3 separate regions of the Mus musculus genome follow, and regions 1 and 3 are each linked to region 2. A link is a contact called in public Hi-C and HiChIP or PLAC-seq data. All regions are on one chromosome and are shown on one strand. The core of a region is the stretch at or near the end of the contact, and the rest is flanking DNA. Distances in the headings are between cores, read along the strand shown. Region 1 has its middle 83 kb from the start of Gm22970. Region 2 has its middle 68 kb from the start of Klf5. Region 3 has its middle 53 kb from the start of Gm22970.

Evidence for each region. A called contact is a pair of places that touch in the nucleus more often than the background predicts. HiChIP or PLAC-seq counts read pairs in DNA pulled down with a chosen protein or histone mark.
Region 1: a contact with region 2 is called in a Hi-C map of cortical neurons, with 1.8 times the contacts expected there. The contact joins two enhancer-like sites. A contact is called at or near these places in 1 of 39 promoter capture datasets (cranial neural crest) and 1 of 484 Hi-C or Micro-C datasets (cortical neurons).
Region 3: an HNF4G HiChIP or PLAC-seq map of pancreatic cancer cells shows a contact between it and region 2. The contact joins two enhancer-like sites. A contact is called at or near these places in 1 of 39 promoter capture datasets (cranial neural crest) and 2 of 115 datasets of contacts at active chromatin or transcription factors (astrocytes and pancreatic cancer cells).

What each region holds. Positions count from the first base shown.
Region 1 is chr14:99,855,312-99,858,287 of GRCm38.p6, reverse strand. No RefSeq gene overlaps it. Among named protein-coding and RNA genes, the nearest start is that of Gm22970, 83 kb to the right of the region's middle. Within about 2 kb of position 1,532, at least 27 of the 459 cell types and tissues checked have an H3K27ac peak or open chromatin away from gene starts, as enhancers often do. A contact at or near this core is called in cortical neurons, where this site is marked.
Region 2 is chr14:99,364,849-99,367,865 of GRCm38.p6, reverse strand. No RefSeq gene overlaps it. Among named protein-coding and RNA genes, the nearest start is that of Klf5, 68 kb to the right of the region's middle. Within about 2 kb of position 1,250, at least 52 of the 459 cell types and tissues checked have an H3K27ac peak or open chromatin away from gene starts, as enhancers often do. A contact at or near this core is called in cortical neurons and pancreatic cancer cells, where this site is marked.
Region 3 is chr14:99,825,638-99,828,659 of GRCm38.p6, reverse strand. No RefSeq gene overlaps it. Among named protein-coding and RNA genes, the nearest start is that of Gm22970, 53 kb to the right of the region's middle. Within about 2 kb of position 1,734, at least 9 of the 459 cell types and tissues checked have an H3K27ac peak or open chromatin away from gene starts, as enhancers often do. A contact at or near this core is called in pancreatic cancer cells, where this site is marked.

The DNA.
Region 1 (2,976 bases), core at 283-2,782, 490 kb before region 2:
CCCAGACTGTTTATCTACCCTGTAAGGAGGCAAGTGGTGTCTGCTCTTAGGCTGTAAGCACACGGCAAGTATTACACCTGCAAGATTCTAAGGAGCCACTATGATATCTTCTCTTTTGCTAGACTGTGAGCTTCATTTCTCATTCCAGAGCTCGATTTGATGTGTGGAGAGAACTCATTTCCTATGAAAGTTGATAGCTATGCAAATGATCCAATTTAGAGATAGGGTTTTAATAAGAAGAATTTTAATAAAATGAAAAGTTGGAAGCATACTTCTGAAACAGGTCGCAGACATCCAAAAGACTTAATTCCAGAATTTGGACTTTGTTATCTAGGTAATGATGAGAGTAATAAGATGTTACTGCTAAAAAAAAGGACGACCTAGCAATTTAAAAGTTCAGATTAGATTTTTAAACGCATTTCCACACTTTCCAGTAGATTTTTGTTTTAAAGAAGGCATATGTAAAACAATTAATCATTATAAATTTTTTCAGGTCTCGGGGTGTAGCTCAGTGGTCACAACATGAGTTTAGCATGTAAAGCTGTAGGTTGGATTCTCAGTACTAATATCAATACTAACAATGCTAATACTAAATTACTATCATTAGAAGAAAGTGACTGAAATGCTCCCAATAATTATCTACTGGAATTCCTCTACCTATGTAATTTGTGATGAAGTTCAAATTTTTCTTATCAAAAATTAGAAACTAAGCATTTTATCATGATATCTAAGTACTCGATGTGAAATTTCCAAACACCCAAAAATCTAAGGTACCATTTTATCTGAAAGTTTGCTCTTTCTCCAAGTAGCCACCCCTCTAGTGGGCATGACATCACCCTCCCATTCCTAACCCAACATATCATTGTGCTCATTAAGAAACTAAACTTCCAAACTGCCTTCCTTTTTTTTTTATTTTTAACACTTTGACATCTTTCTGCAGAAGCATCTTTATGGCAGCGCACATTTGAGAAGTTCTACCTTGACATCATGCGCATCTTACATAATCACCTAATTATTGAATGGAAAAAAAAAACCTTAAGAGCTAGCTAGACTCACAGCTGGCATTCAGAATTTACTTCAGTCAGAAACAGTCTTCTTCAAGAAAAAATAAAAACTATGAATGCAGCTCCTCTTGAGTAGCTGGAACTGTAAATGTGTCAATCAGAAATGCAGTCTCTAGACCCAGAGAATTCACAGTGGCTTGCTCTGCTCCTGTGCCACCAAGCATCCAGGACCATGAAGACCTGAGTTCCCAAGGTGGGTCCTCGCAGCTAGGGCAAGTGGGAGCAAGCCATCTCTTACAAGAGTGAGCTGTTTGCTTTCTTCTTTCAATATGAATATATTTTACATAGCTTCGTCATTTCCTGCCTTTTGTGAAGCATTCTGTGGCATTAAAATCCCTCAGCCCAGATGGAGACTAAAATAGGTTTGCATTTCCTGTTTTTTCTTCTTCATTTCTGTCTAAAGCTGTAACAATAGTGTTTTATGACGTGTAACCATACAGATATATCCACCAGTTTGCTGACTGCGTCCTATGATGCATCTAGATTTTCTTCTGAGTCTGCAGTGAACATCTAACTGTGAGCTGGTTATTTTCCACCATAACCTTTGACAGTTTCTTGTCTCTTATCTGGAGGCTGTGATTTGTCAAATGCTTGTCACTAAGGCAGAGCAACGCATGGCATTTTCTGCAGCTCTCTAACTGGTGGGAGCTGTGCACTTTTTATTAAAGATTCTCAGACATTAAAGATGACAAAGGGAACCTTTAGACTTCTCCCTGTTTAATCTTGTGGCAGTCTGTGTGCGTAAAGACTATCAGCAGACAGAAACCGGGCATAAAGTTCAGAAAGAGATAAAAGCACAAATGGAGAAACCCAAGGATTCGTAAAGCTCTATAAACACGCTGACCCGAAGCTGTCGATTTATCTGTACACACAGGTGAGTCTCAAGGTTAACTGCTCCATAAAGCCCCAGACATACACTCGTGCTTTGCCTTTTAGCTTCCTTATCAACTCGGTCGGGGGCTCTGCCATCATATTCCCATTCCATAGAATGTGTTATTGTTGAGAGCTTCCTCTGCCTTCGAGTCAAGGAAATGCCACTGCCCTGTTGGTATCAGTTCACAAATGTGGTGTGCTGAAGGTAAATGTAAGGAAGATTCAGGGTGCAGTCATCTGGGTGAACATAGTGTGATTGTAACATTTGTTTTTTAAATTTCATATCGAGAGGATAAACTAACCCCCATCTTGGAAATAAATCCTTTTCCATGATGTCAGGTACAATACGTAGGATATTGTCATGGTGTCTGGGATGCACAACTTAACACAGAAGCATAATAAAAGATACTAGTGGAACTATAGCTGTATAGTCCTACTCTTGTTTGCAGAAGGCTGCTATATAAACTGTTAACACTCACCTTAAGACCAAATGGGAGGGATAGAGGGATGGCTCCACAGTTACAAGCACTTGCTCTTGCAGAGGGCCCAAGTTCTATATCCAGCAGCCATGTGACAATTTCTAACTACCCATAATTACAGTTCCAGGGGATCTAATGCCCTCCCTCTTCCTACCTCCAGGGACACCATGCACATATGGCAGGCCAAACACCCATCCATTCACAGAAAATTAAAAACATCATAAAGGGGGGGAGGGGGGGAAAGGAATCAAATGGAAGCCATTGGTTGGTTACTAGGTTTGCCAATAGGGCTCAGGATATCCCGTGCCTGAAGAGATGTGTCTAACCCTGGTGATAATAATGCTGCCTACATATCGTGATGGGAGGTGGACATAGAATGCACACAAAGCGCTGAGCACAAGGCCAGCCTGCCTCAAGTTCACAGAGGCAGAGAACGCCCCTCCACAGGAGGACAAGTTCAGAAGAATCAGTTTTGCCACTACCACGGCTCCATGTGCTCTCAGCAGAGAGCATGAAGCGTGCGTCTGCTTCACTATGCCGGATGGAGAAGGGGTGTGTGC
Region 2 (3,017 bases), core at 1-2,500:
CCAGCCTGTGGAATTTGAGTGAGATCTTTCAGGCCACGGGGAGTTATTGGAGATGTTTGTGCAAGGAAATACAATTCAATTAGGCAAAGCGTCAGGGAAGCCTGCTCTGGCGTTTACTTAAGATGGATTAGAGAGGAGCAGGACTGAGAAAAGCAGGGGGGTTATTGTCAGGGATACGGGAACAGGAATTCAAACTTGAGGAAAATCAAGGCTGGGAAGAAAAAAAAAAAACCTCAGAAAAGAGAAAGTCATAGTTCTTGGTGACTGCATGTGTTGTGACAGAGGTAAGAGGAAGAATCGGATGTGCGGAGAAGGATGGAGAAAGAAGTAACCGTTTTCTGAACTGGGTCACCAAACACGACAGGGGACTTGTAACCACAACACCGAGGAGACAGAGGCTGGAAGATGGCAAGTTTGAAGCCCACCTCAGCTACACAGTGGAACCCCAAGCAAATGACAAAGGAACCAAAGCAAGGGACAAGTCATGACCCCAAGCTGGAAAACCAGTGCAGGGGACCCTGGACAGAGCACATCTGAAGGTCCGCAGCTCTGCGGGCTCCAGTGGAATATTACCGGCTGCTATCTCAAAGAAAAACCGGGCTCCTTACTTTACTAAATGAGCCAAGCTGTTGTACCGGCAACCAACACACATGACAGGCACTTAGCCAAGCATAAAGCCACACACAGGGCTACAACACAGGAGTGGACAGATAAACGGTCTCCAGCCCTCAGCTCCCTGCTAAAGGGAATGAATTCACACACAAAGCCAAAAGAAGAACGAAATCCCCCTCTCGACTTCTGAGCCATCTCTTCTCCATTGATACACCTGCCTTCTAATTTTTGCATGCATAAATCTATGATAAAATCTGCTTTGTTTCTGGGAAGTAGGGCAGTGAGGGGAAATTTAAAGCACAGGCATTTTTTTTTTTTTTTTTGAGTTAGCCCTTGAGATAATACTGGAGGAGAAAAACTGGAGGAGAAAGACGGGACAGCTTAAGCCCCGTCTATGTCAAGAAAGTAAATACATGCAGCGCTGATGAATTTGAACAATGCAGAAAACCAGGCCGGACCATTCAGGCTCCTAAGCCTGTGTTTTTCTCAACGGTGGATGGTTTTATTTTGTTTGGTTTTGTTTTTTTGCTTGGATTATCTGGACAATTGCCTCAACTCTCCCTTTCACTCTGGGTCTATAGACATAGCCCTCCTCAGAGCGCTATTTTTATCTTGCTCCAATAAGGACTGAGCACAATAGAGCGCCTTGAAATGAGCCTCGCAGACAGGCTTAAGCCAGTTGAAAGGCTACGTTTCCTGCACATATATTTTTCCATGATGCAGGAAAATGAGCGCGGCCCTCCCCCACGAACAATACTCGCCTCTCACCGGCTGAAAGCAAAGTGCGGGCAAACAGGCAGGCTGATAAGGGCAAAACAGAGTACCCGTCTGGAAGCCACGCCTCATCGGCCAAGGGATACAGGCAGCCTACAGGCAACAGCCCAGGAAGTCCCCTGGACACCAAACAGGCTTTCCCCGCGCGCAGTGTGGTTTTCCCTAGGCAAGTGTGGGATTCCATGATTCTCAAGGCAAACCGGAAGACTAAAGCCAGGAGGTCTGTGCAGGGGTTGCTTGCACTGCAGAGCTCTCAACTCAAATCCAATCCAGCCAGGAGGAGCCATGAAATTACTTCTCCTCAGCTGTTTTCTGAGCTGGTTGGTGACCTAGAGCTTGTAGCTTCTTCTCCATATAAAAATAACAGTTCCTTTTTTAATTAATTAATTAAGCTTCAGGAGCTCTTTCCGCCATCTTGGTGTCTGTGGAGGCCTGACGGGAACAGGACTTCTAACATCAAGTATGTCTGGAAGGCTGTGGTGCAAGGCCACTTTTGCTGGCTGCAAGCGAGGTCTCCGGAACCAAAGAGAACACACGGCTCTTCTTAAAATTGAAGGCGTTTATGCCCGAGATGAAACGGAGTTCTACTTAAGCAAGAGATGGATGTGCTTATGTGTATAAAGCAAAACACAATACAGTGACTCCTGGAGGCAAACCAAACACAACCAGAGCAATCTGGGGAAAAGTAACTCGGGCCTACGGAAACAGTGGCATGGTTCGTGCCAAATTCGAAGCAACCTTCCTGCGAAGGCCATTGGTCATAGAATCCGTGTGATGCTGTATCCATCCTGGATTTAAACTAATGGAGAGTAAATAAATAAAAGTAGATTTGTGCTCTTGTAAAAAAGAAAAAAAAAAAAGCTTCGTGAAGTCTTGTTATGCGCATAAATGCCATATATACATATATATCTTAATATATATGTATACATACATACATATACACATGTATGTATGTGTATGTAGATGATAGATAGATAGATAGATAGATAGATAGATAGATAGATAGATAGATAGATAGATAGATAGATAGATGTATAGATATATAGATATCTTTGTGTGTATTATGTAAAAAGGGATTATGAAGGAAGGATCACAGAGGACCCCACTGCTGCTGAGAAAAGGGGTCAAGAGACTTCCTCTTTGCAGGTTGATTCTTTTAAAGAAAAAAAATCCTTCTGAAATAGCACCCAGGTCTCTGTAAAGACTCATGTACCTCAGAATTGCCCTGTCTGAGAATGAACCTGGCAGTCCCTGGAGCTGGGGTCCTCCATGGAACTCTAACTTGGACCCGAAGAGTATGTTCTGCCCTTGCCTCTCTCCCACAATCTGAACTGAGTTTAAACAAAGCATTTGGGCTTCCTGTCACTCACTGGGAGAAGCAGGTGCCCAGGGTTTACCTCTGGCACACAGTCTGTGTCTGGTCTTACAGACAACTGAGGACTAGAGGGTGGTTGGGTGGTTGGGCTAAAGATAAAATTTCATATAATCATTGTCTTCATACAGATAAATTTGTAAGTTAACTGGCAAAGCTTTCTGAATGTGCTTTTATTTATAACATATAAAATCAAGGTGTTATGACTAGTGACTAGGTACGTGTTAACACAGTCCTAAGACACAGTCTATGCCCCCAA
Region 3 (3,022 bases), core at 485-2,984, 460 kb before region 2:
GGGGAAGCCAGGAAAGGTGATAACATTTGAAATGTAAATAAAGAAAATATCTAATAAAAAAATAGAAAAAAGAAATTCCCTGTACACGAATTTATAAAGACTTTCTTTTTGCCTACCACACACAAATTACTGTTTATTGGGCATGGATATATATTTTCTCCAAATAGGAAAATAGTTACTTTATTTTTAAAAAATTCAACTCAAAAGTAACAATGTGCTCCAATTAGTTGACATGTAAAATGGCTTTAAGTAACGTTTCAGGAAAGATGGTAACTTCTCTTTCAAATGAAAAACTGTTGTGAGGAACAATCTCTGTCTTAAAATATTTTAATGTAAAACTTGTGTTGGTATTGTGTTTTTGGATTTGAAGACCCAATCATCCCCCATACATTCCCTTCTCACATCCTGTGCTAGGAACTTTCCAGAAACTCTTGCTGCAGTGAGGTCCTCTGTAGAAGACCTCCCAGCTTCCTGTGGGACATGTCCCTGCTGTCAATGAAGTGCATTCTCATTCTCTTATTTGAATCCAAATTGCTCTCCCAGTTCTCTGTCTTATTATTTACACATTTCTGATGTCCCTGTTTTTATTCCCCGATGTGTGTTACTCACTTCCTACTAACTAATGTATGATTATTTATAGTTTCTCTTTTGTTCAGCAAAGGACCGTGGGGTCAGCTCCTCTGCTATACATGGGCGATGTTGTGCAGTCACACAGAGGTTTTGGGCTCCTCTGATCTCCAGCACCTACTGACTGTGGGACTTCAGGCAAACCATTTAATATCCCTCACTTTCCTATTTTACAACATGGAGATGGTAGCTCATGCCGCCTAGAATCAGGAGAAGTCAATGTCACACGCATAGAATTCGTATAGTAGCTTCTGGCAAATACTGATCGAGAAATGCCAACTATTACTATCGTTTGGCCTGGCATAAGGAACCTGTCATCCCCCTTTCATCCACAGATGATCTTTTTCTTCCCTTTGTGCTGTTATTCCTTAAGCGCTTGTGGAATGTCTCCTGAATAAAGCACTCATCACTTGCTAGTTGTTTTCAGTTCTATAAATGTTAATTAAATCCATAACATGTACCAGAAACCACAGGAGTAAGACAACAGAATGAATAAAATGTGCTCTTTTCTTCATCTGACAGCTTAGAAGAGGCCCAGTTAACACCTTCGCATTTGCACATGTTGAATTGGTAGGGAATATTTGAGAGACTAGTTACTGAAGGCTTCTTGGTGTGACGGAGCATTGGAACGACCCTGAACCCAGTGAGGAATACTGGCAAGCCTGTCTAGAATATAAGAAGAACTCAGAGCACAAAAAGGAACAGCATGAAACCATGGTGTGTTGATAGGAATGTGCTCCATTTAACCTTTGTGGAAATTAGAGAAACAATCCAAATAGCCACGTCGACTTGAACCTAAAGACAAGTTGTTAACCAAGTTCACAAACTTGGTTACATAAAATATGGCTTATTCTCCTGCCTAGATAAATGTATCTTCATAATATTCTAGCAGGCTGAGCTGAAATTCAGAATTCTAGAACTTTCTGGAATTCCAGGTTCAAAAATACAGTGAGCTAGCTGTCAGCTCATAGCCCACTGCTGAGCTGAATAGCCATGACTGTCCAAAGTCATGTTGTAACTTTAATCACTAGTGTGATGTTAGAGCCTTTCAGACAGAGGGTGGAGCTCCAGTGATGGGACTAATGTCGTTCTAGACAGACCTGCCAGCTCCTAGATCAGGACCTTCCCAGCCTGCAGAACTGTGAGCAACAAATGCCTGTGGTTTAAGTCATGTGGTCTGTGGTATTTATTGTAGCACCTCAAACAAAAGGATACACCCACCATCTCTTTCTTAAACCTGGCTCCACAGGCCAACCCCATCTCTGGAAATGCTGTTAATATTTATCCCTTGGCCAATATACCTCAGTCCTGCCCAGAAGTACTATTGATGCTACAGAGTATAAATTCAGGGAAGTGACCTATGTCAGTGTTGGAAAGACTTTTGGCCATTTCCCAGGGAGACCGGAATACCAGGCATCCACAAGGTGAAGCACAAGAGAAAACCTGAATTGTTAGTATATTAGTTTACTTAGCTACATGATTCTTCCTCTATGTGCAAGATCAAGAAGCCCTAGTTGCAATCCCTCCATCTCTACAGATCAGATCTGGGGATGTCTCAGACATCCCGACAGCAGAATGGTCCTGATGGCAAATTATACTTCTCACATCCTGCTAACAATGAAAAGAGAGGCAGGGGAGTGGGGTGAAAGGCTGGAGCTCTAGACAAGAGCCAATGCCATGTTTTTCTTATTTAGGAGGAGCCGGATTTTAATCTGTCAGGTATTTGGAATCTTTGAAATGTTTTAAATAAAGAGTTGTCATAACGTTTTCCTAGAAAAGTATGTTATCAGTTGTTTGGAAGATAGCCTGAAAACCAAGAGAGGGAATCAGACAGGGGAAGGGGGATGAGTTTTGGAACAATTTGCCAAGAGATGAAGCTGAATTCTACAGAGCCAAAAAACTAGTACAACACGTGTTCTAGAGGGAAAAATGATATAAGTGTTTATCATTTGGGGATGGGAGTGGGAGGTTATGGGAAATGGAGGACAGAGAGAGCCCGTGAATGGTTCCCATACTCGGTTCAGTGGTGATGCATTCGTCTTCTATTGTAACAAACGGATACACACTCACCAGCTTAAAAACAACAGCAGTGGATTCCTCACAGTTCATCTCAGTTGCATCCTCTGATCAGAATCCTGCAAAGCTGAACCCAAGTGCTGGCAGGGCTCCATCCCTTTGGGGAAGGTCTAAGAAGGCGTATGCTGTTGAATCCACTTGAGTTGAGAAATGAATCCCTCCAAGTTGTAGCGCTAAGGTCTCATGTGTTAACTAAGGCAAGGCTTTGGTCCCAGGGGCAGCACAGTGCTTACATTCTTCCCCCATGGCTTTTCCATTGATGGAGGAGTATCTTCCTTCACACCACATCTTTCTTTTCTGTTGGATCTCCCCGTTTCAT